Regions from separate parts of the Zea mays genome. Here region 2 is linked to region 1. The links are chromatin contacts, called in public Hi-C maps. All regions are on one chromosome and are shown on one strand. The core of a region is the stretch at or near the end of the contact, and the rest is flanking DNA. Distances in the headings are between cores, read along the strand shown. Region 1 holds the start of LOC103629887. Region 2 holds the start of LOC100384018.

What was found. Hi-C and Micro-C count contacts between places; a contact is called where the count stands out from the background.
Region 2: a contact with region 1 is called in a Hi-C map of ear, with 1.9 times the contacts expected there. The contact joins the promoter of LOC100384018 here to the promoter of LOC103629887 in region 1. A contact is called at or near these places in 4 of 25 Hi-C or Micro-C datasets (ear, leaf, leaf mesophyll and 1 more).

The regions. Positions count from the first base shown.
Region 1 is chr6:120,718,508-120,722,572 of Zm-B73-REFERENCE-NAM-5.0, forward strand. It overlaps LOC103629887, which reads left to right and starts at 1,838. Exons shown (of 3, transcript XM_008650986.3): 1 at 1,838-2,109; 2 at 2,228-2,398; 3 at 2,520-3,145. The coding sequence starts at 2,083. The coding sequence ends at 2,774.
Region 2 is chr6:121,020,622-121,024,686 of Zm-B73-REFERENCE-NAM-5.0, forward strand. It overlaps LOC100384018, which reads left to right and starts at 1,702. Exons shown (of 1, transcript NM_001176629.1): 1 at 1,702-3,404. The coding sequence starts at 1,920. The coding sequence ends at 3,290.

The DNA.
Region 1 (4,065 bases), core at 588-3,087:
CGTCTGGGGCAGCAGATTTGGTCGGGACGGGAGGCGATCGAACAAGAGTCTATCCTTGCCTGTTCCTTCCGGCCGGCTGCCCATCCCAGATCCCTGTATTGTCCGCACTGCCGCTTTTTCCCTTGCGCGCGCTGCCCCGCTCTGTTTGCTGCCGCCGCCGACCCGGCAGTGGTAAAAGACGCCTTTGGCTTGTAGCCCAGGAAGGATAGTCTATACGATCGCAGCTTGCGGCTCGATCCCGTGAACTCACTGGATACGTTCGCAAAAGGGTGCAAGCAAAAGGCTGGACCTATCGGACTGGACTGGGTGCTACACATCATTCAGGGACAAGCTGACACTGACAGGGCCATCGTTGCGGCATGTGCAGCATTTTTTTATTATTTCACGTCCACAATTTATTAAGAAATAACGATTTTTTTGTGTGTGTTGCGAGAACAAAGAAAGTAATTATACTATTTGTTCTAAAATAACTAGTGCTATGATATTTGTATCAGTCAATTTTTTTTAAAAAAAATTAACTAGGTTCATAGAAAATAGTAGTAACCTTTGTATCTCTAAATAAGTTCATTATTAAAATTTATTCAAAAATATATTTAAAAATATCTATTGTGCGTTATAAATATTAATATTTTTCTTGTATATATAATTAGTAAAAATTAAATACTCGACTTTTTAGTGGTCGCTATTTAGAAATGAGAATCTTGGACCAGCTCACTGCGCTTCTACGCCTGGCGAAGAGACGAAGTGCTCACGCACATGTCGCGCTGGAGACCTGGACGTCGACGGCAGAGGGCTCAGTGTCACACAGGGACTACTCTAGGGGTGAAAATGTATCAGGATACCGGATACGAATTTCAGCAACCACATTAATTTTTAGTGGCACGAAGTTAACGCCCTGTCGAAAATAAGCTAAATTTCGGCGTATGACACGTGGCCATCCAAAGTAATCCTGTTATTTTCAACGACTGATTTTCTAAACCTAAAAATTAGCTTATTTTTGGCAACTAACATGTGGTCACCCTAAAGTCACCTTGTTATTTTTGGTGGCCATCGAAAGATAAATTATATAGGCATAAGTGTTGGGGTGAAGGCCAACCTGGCCCTCGGTCGGCAAAGCGAAGTCATTATCAACCCTCGACCAACTGCAATGTTGCAGGTAACTAGAGACTTCGTGTGGTAATAACTTTGACGACATTGGCCATCAGCTTGCAGAGACAAATGTGTGTGAGTCCTCGACCTATCTTGAGTGGGACGACCGAAAACAAGAAGCCTTCACCATGGCACCGTCGTAGCAAAAGCCGATGGAAGACGCGAGGCTCCTCCAGGAGAAAGCTTCGGGAGCGGTAGACTCACTCATCTAGGTCGTGGCCCCCAACAAAGACAGGCCAGCGAGAGATGCGAAGGCTCCTCCAAGCGAAGGCTATGAGCGCGGCGGACTTCGTCCAAGCCACGGGACCAATGTGAAGACGGACAGGGCTCACCTGTCAATGTAATCAGCGGGTAGAGTTGCGCGTGCACATAACCAGAGGGGGCTATGAGACTATAATTACACAATTATATGTATTGTAAAAATTATGTACACTCCTTTTTTTAAGTATCTTGTCCAGGAATATCGAGAATGGGTAGTTTAAAATTAGAGGATAGACTTAATAATGACTCGTAAAAGACATTGTAAAAAAACAAAAACTATGCATGACTAGATTCGATAGTACTTGGATCCCTTCACTTGCCCCCAAATCGGATCCGCCTCGACATACCCGCAAGCGGGCTTCCCCGTTTGGCACGGCCCAAAAGGTAGCCGTTGCTTTTGCCCCAAATCCCCACCTCTCTCCTCCCAAATGCCCCGAATTAACGCGGTCATTTCCTCTCCCATAATTAATGCGGCCGTTACGCTCTCGCCTCGCTACCCCCAGTCCCCCACCCCCACACGCACCACTGCCATCACCCCATTTCAAACTCGAACCACATCGCGCCGTGAGTCCGAAAAGATCCCCGCCTCGAGCATCGATCGACCGGAAGGAGAAGGCAAGACGCCGGGACGTTCTCTGAATCGGAGGCGAGGCGGGGAGGGGATAGAATCGGATGGTGGAGGCTGGCGCGAGCTTCATGGTACCCGGAATCGATCCCTCTTTTCGGCCGGGCCGGCCGTCCCAGCGTGCACGATCGATAGAGTCGCCGTTGCCCGCTGGTGTTTGCTGACCATGGGTGACCTTTGTGGCGGGCGCAGGATAAGGTCGAGGCGGCGGCGGACGACGTCGTCATCGACGGGGCGGGCGTGGGCGTCGGGGACGCAGGGGAGGAGGAGGAGGAGGAGATGGCGCCCGTGGAGCCCCTCCCGGAGCCTCTCGACGACTGCGGGCCCGTCGCGTGGCCCATGCCGGACTTCTGCCCTCTCACGGTGAGCGACTCAATCCTCCTCCTCCACCTGGATTCGATTCGAACCCCACACCGCACGGTGTCCTTCCTCCATCGGCCGTGACTTGAAGATGAAACGTTGTTTCGCTTGTCTGATCCATCAGATCGATGGGGCGCTGAAGGAGTCGTTCCTGGAGACTCTACGGAAGGACGCGGCGGAGGTCGAGCGGCCTGCGCGAGAAGGGGCGGAGGAGGGGGAGGAAGCGCTCAGCCCGGACTCGCGGCCGTCGAGCAGCAAGCGCCACCGCGCGGGCACCGCCTCGCCGTCGTCCAGGAGCAGCCCCTACCGCAACATCCTGCACGTGTTCCAGCAGTGCAGGCAGGACGCCGTCGGGGAGACTCCCACCAAGAATTACTGAAGCAGACGAGCGCAACGGGGCAGGATCAGGCCGCGGCGCGATGTCACGGCCACGGCTTTTCGCCGCTTGCTTGCTCAAGAATAACGCTTGCCATGTTCGTTTAGTAGCCAGCCGTTTGCACATTGTTCTTGGTGTGGCTGAAAAGGGGTAGGGGAGTTCTTAATTCTTGTGTAAACATCGGATATAGAAGTTACAGGACCTCAGTAAAAAACGTCATGAGAAATGCAACTTGATAATTTTCACTAGTTAGGCTAGTTCGAGCAGCTTACTTATTCTTATCTTATATTTCAAACTCCACTTTGTAACACTTTATAAACAATGAGTGTTTTACAAGATCATATACATGATCTACTACTATAGCCTTACAAGTCGATGTGCATACGCTTAAAAAAATGATATGTTCTGGTCCAGCAATTTTAACTAGATTCCACTAGCTCTACCATGGAGCAGCTCCACCGTGGATTCGCTCTGTATTTGAATCGTTGTTTGTCTCATAGACCAGCTTTAACTCTAGATATTTGATATTTTTGTGGAAAGTGTCCCTTATACCCTTTGGGTGATGTATTATTATTTTTAAGGACAACAACGTTTTGTTTGCCAAGTAATTTAAAAAGGAAACAACAGTGCACTGTATTGTTCACTACACATGTTAAGATTAAATCAAGTATCATTAGATAAATTCAAGCTAACAATCTAGCTCAAATACATAGAAATAGTTGTCAACACTCATCACGAAAAGTGTCCATTATGCTCACGAATATAGTTATGGGTTCCATAGTCACCACAACTATCATTTTTTGCTTTCACATAGGATAGTTTGGCATTCTATATAAAAATTTTCACTTCATTTTCCACACTCCAAATGATCTCTCAATCACATTATTGCGAATAAATGAGTGATTCAATAACCTTTCTTTAGTTGTTTTTTGTTTCATTAGTATATGCCACCCCGGTAAATGATATGTCTCTCCCTTGTACGGTGCTAGGTACTCTATACGATTAGGATACCCCATATAAACAACATAATATTTACATGAACATAAAGGAAAATATATCTAATTATCAATACTAAATAGACAAACAGTGTGTATACTTAAACAACATTACCTTTTAGAGGATGTGGGAAGAACTTGTTGTCTACTTTTATAGTATTGTATAAGACACTTGCATATAGGACTTGGTTGGCCCACACACACACATGTAAACCTCACATAAAAGTCACAAAATGTCAAAATATTTTGAGTAGGAATCATTGTTTCCCAATATATCTCACTTGCTCATTAGGGTGTTC
Region 2 (4,065 bases), core at 452-2,951, 300 kb after region 1:
GCACGCGATGGATGCGATTTCCGGCCGGTGCGGACAAAGACGCCTCCCCCGCCGAGAAGGCAGTTGGCGAAAACAATGGTTTACTGACGTTTTTGTCAAAAGGGAGTAGGTGCTGGTCTCAGTCCGCGTCAGGGTTTCCTTCTGGGAGTCGTTTTAGGGTTGAAACCCAAAGCACGCATGAAACACCATTTCTGTAGATCCTTAGGGATGTGGCTAATGTACTGGGTGTACGGGAGCGTGTGTGGAGGCGTTTGATCCAATTATTAAAAATTTCCTTGGGACAAAACAAGGCTCAACACAGCAACGACTGTTTTCGCACTGAGGATCATATCATTTCTCTGAAGTGCAATTGAGGCTCAACGCAGAAGGGTTTCAGTGGATGCTGCAATGAGGGCCACATTCCCCTGAAAATCTCATATCACTTCGCACTGATCATATATGGCCATGCCCCCCCCCTCAATTTCCTAAAACCACTTATACCAAATATTAAATATAGAAGGAAAATAAAGTTTAGGGTGAGCCAAAACAACCCTGTCCTAGGTCTCTTTACCGGACGGTCTAGTCCTCTCGACTCCCGTCGCCCTTCTTAGCATAGATCTCACATCTATCTATCCAGCTTTATTCTTTCCAACGCTTCCCGAGCATGTCCGCTTTAACATCTCGTTCCCGACGCGCGAAACCGTCTGACTTCGCCCCCTTCGTGACACCCTTTCCTCGCTCATCATTGTCGCGGCACCGACCCGTCTAACAGGCCTGATATCGCTCATCGTAACAACACGACCTATCCTCCACGGCCGCACGAGCTTAGCGAACCAGCGAGTCCTAACTCTCAATCAGCGACGCCACCCAACCATGCCCCCTTCCGGATGCCCTGCCTTTCGCGGAGGAGATCGATATTGGACAAGATACACATGGCTTTCATTTAGTGGTGGTTTTTTTATTCGATTAACAGATTGAATATTTGGATTAGATTGGAATGTTCAATTTTGATTGTGGATACATAAGTAGTTGATGATTATTGCTCCTCTTCATTTAGATAAATGTAGAGATTTTTCAACCGCTTTTAGGTGGATCCACGACCGGTGGTTAGGACAATACCAATGTAAACGACACACCTATTGCATAAACAAGAACTTTAGAACAATCAAGTGTTAGAAGGGCATTTAATCTAGATGAAATAGTTGCATATCCTACATTAATGATGATGAGATCATTATTCGACAATTTCAACGTCTCAAAACTAGAGAAGGACGTAATTGTCTTAGTTAACAGGAACTTAGTAGTATATTTGTTTTTCTATTTATAAAGTTTTTTTCTTTAAACATGTATTATGTATTAATATGAAACTTTAATTTTATGCAACACTAGTTTTTAGAGTCTTGTTTGATTTTGTCGCGTGGTTTTCTTGGCCTCCTATGAATTTTCATTATGCGTCCGCCACTAAAACCAACAAATGGTTATTAGTGCTTCCATGAAGAAGGGCAATTTGTTGCTCAGATATGAGGGTTAAAAAGACTGCATAGCACGCAGTTGTAGTCATCCAAACACATATTTCTGCGTCTTAGAAGTTCTCTGGAGCATAGCTCATACGATCTTTAAAAAGACGTCAGGAAAGGGTCAAACATACACGCTGGTGCCGTCCCAGCGTCTTCACCAGTTCATTTACATCTTGTTTTGTCGCCGAGTGTGCAAAATACTGAACAAAAGAGTGCATGCCAAAACGGCCTTATACAATTTTCTTTTAGAAAACAAGCAGGCATCACCTAATTACCTGTCCTCACTCCTCTGAACTACTATATCCAGTCCTTAATCCGATGCCAATTCCTACTGGTCACTGATCGCCATGATCCGCGTGTTTTTGGGAGCATAAATGTGCAGCGCGGTCCCTGTGGCAAGCTCCTGTAACCTCAATACAAGCTATGCAGCAGCTCGTGGCGTTGCTGGTACTGATCTCCCTCCCCGTGCGCGCGGCGCCTGTCTCCGGCGCCGGCGTCGTGGTGGCGCTGCTCACGCACTCCGACGCCGGCCGCGGCTTCGCGAGGCCCGAGCTCGTGCGGCGAATGGCGCACCGAGCCAGGGCGCGCCGCCGGCTCCTGTCCTCGCACGAACGCCCCGTGCGCGCGCGGGTGCGCGCAGGGCTCGTCGCCGCCGCCGGCGGGATTGCGACGAACGAGTATCTGGTGCACCTGGCGGTCGGCACGCCGCCGCGGCCCGTGGCGCTCACGCTCGACACCGGCAGCGACCTCGTCTGGACGCAGTGCGCGCCCTGCCGCGACTGCTTCGACCAGGGCATCCCGCTCCTGGACCCCGCGGCGTCCTCCACGTACGCCGCGCTCCCCTGCGGCGCGCCGCGGTGCCGCGCGCTCCCGTTCACGTCGTGCGGCGGCCGGAGCTGCGTCTACGTCTACCACTACGGCGATAAGTCGGTCACCGTCGGCAAGATCGCCACCGACCGCTTCACCTTCGGGGACAACGGCCGTCGTAATGGCGACGGCAGCCTCCCCGCCACGCGGCGCCTGACCTTCGGCTGCGGCCACTTCAACAAGGGCGTGTTCCAGTCGAACGAGACCGGTATCGCCGGCTTTGGCAGGGGGAGGTGGTCACTCCCCTCCCAGCTCAACGCCACGAGCTTCTCCTACTGCTTCACATCCATGTTCGACTCCAAGAGCAGCATCGTCACTCTTGGCGGCGCGCCGGCCGCGCTCTACAGCCACGCGCACAGCGGCGAGGTCCGCACCACCCCACTCTTCAAGAACCCCTCGCAGCCCTCGCTCTACTTCCTCTCGCTTAAGGGCATATCCGTCGGCAAGACACGGCTGCCGGTTCCGGAGACGAAGTTCCGGTCGACGATCATCGACTCGGGCGCGTCCATCACGACGCTTCCCGAGGAAGTGTACGAGGCCGTGAAGGCGGAGTTCGCGGCGCAGGTCGGGCTGCCGCCGAGCGGCGTGGAGGGGTCGGCGCTCGACGTCTGCTTCGCGCTGCCCGTGTCGGCGCTGTGGCGCCGCCCCGCCGTCCCGTCGCTGACGCGCTGCACCTGGAGGGCGCCGACTGGGAGCTCCCACGCGGCAACTACGTGTTCGAGGACCTCGGCGCACGCGTGTTGTGCGTCGTGCTGGACGCCGCGCCAGGGGAGCAGACCGTCATCGGCAACTTCCAGCAGCAGAACACGCACGTCGTGTACGACCTCGAGAACGACCGCTTGTCCTTCGCTCCGGCACGGTGCGACAGCCTCAGCTCGTAGCTTCACTCTAGTCACTAGTAGTGTTTGTACAAAAAAAAATACGTAGATCTTTTTAGTACTAACTAAAAATGCTAGGTGAAAATAAAATAGTTTTTCCATTGTGATTGTAAAAGTTGGAAAGCAAGAAAATTTCGCGTGCAATTTGTCACGCCACCTTTCCATATAACACACAGCTGAAGATCCGGAATTCCGGATTATATATCAGTAAGATATATCAGTGACAGTAAGGGCTAGTACGTCCGTGATCGATACACACAAGAGCAAAGCAGATCCATAAAACCAACTTAGAGAACGGTTAAGTCAGTATTAATTATGGAGGTGTTTGGTTTGAAAAATAAATTCAGGTGTTATATCATGAATTCATTCCATAAATTTGATGGAATGAACTCATTTCTCGTATTATTACTAATTATTAGACTATGAGAAATGAAATGGCGATTGATCAATTCATTCTATTTTGTGAACCAAACAAAAAAATGAGGAGTGGGAAGACGATAGTCTATAGACTATCTTATTCCTCAAACCAAACATGATGTATATTTTTCACTAGATAGACTTTCTAACATCTCTCGAAAAAGACTTGTCAAGGGGAAGTAGTGGAGTTTATCCTGGAATGGGCAAGATCACCTAGAACGTCGTCAAAACTTATAGGAAGATGTAACGAACAACAAGATATAGAGAAAAAAATAAAATAGATAGTAAATATGATTTTGATCGGTTACATAATGGATATTGTTGGGGAGAAGGTCTCTGGTGGAAGGTTCCTGTTAACCAAGATCTTTGTTTAGACATTTTTTCAAGATAATGATTTAAATCAAAGT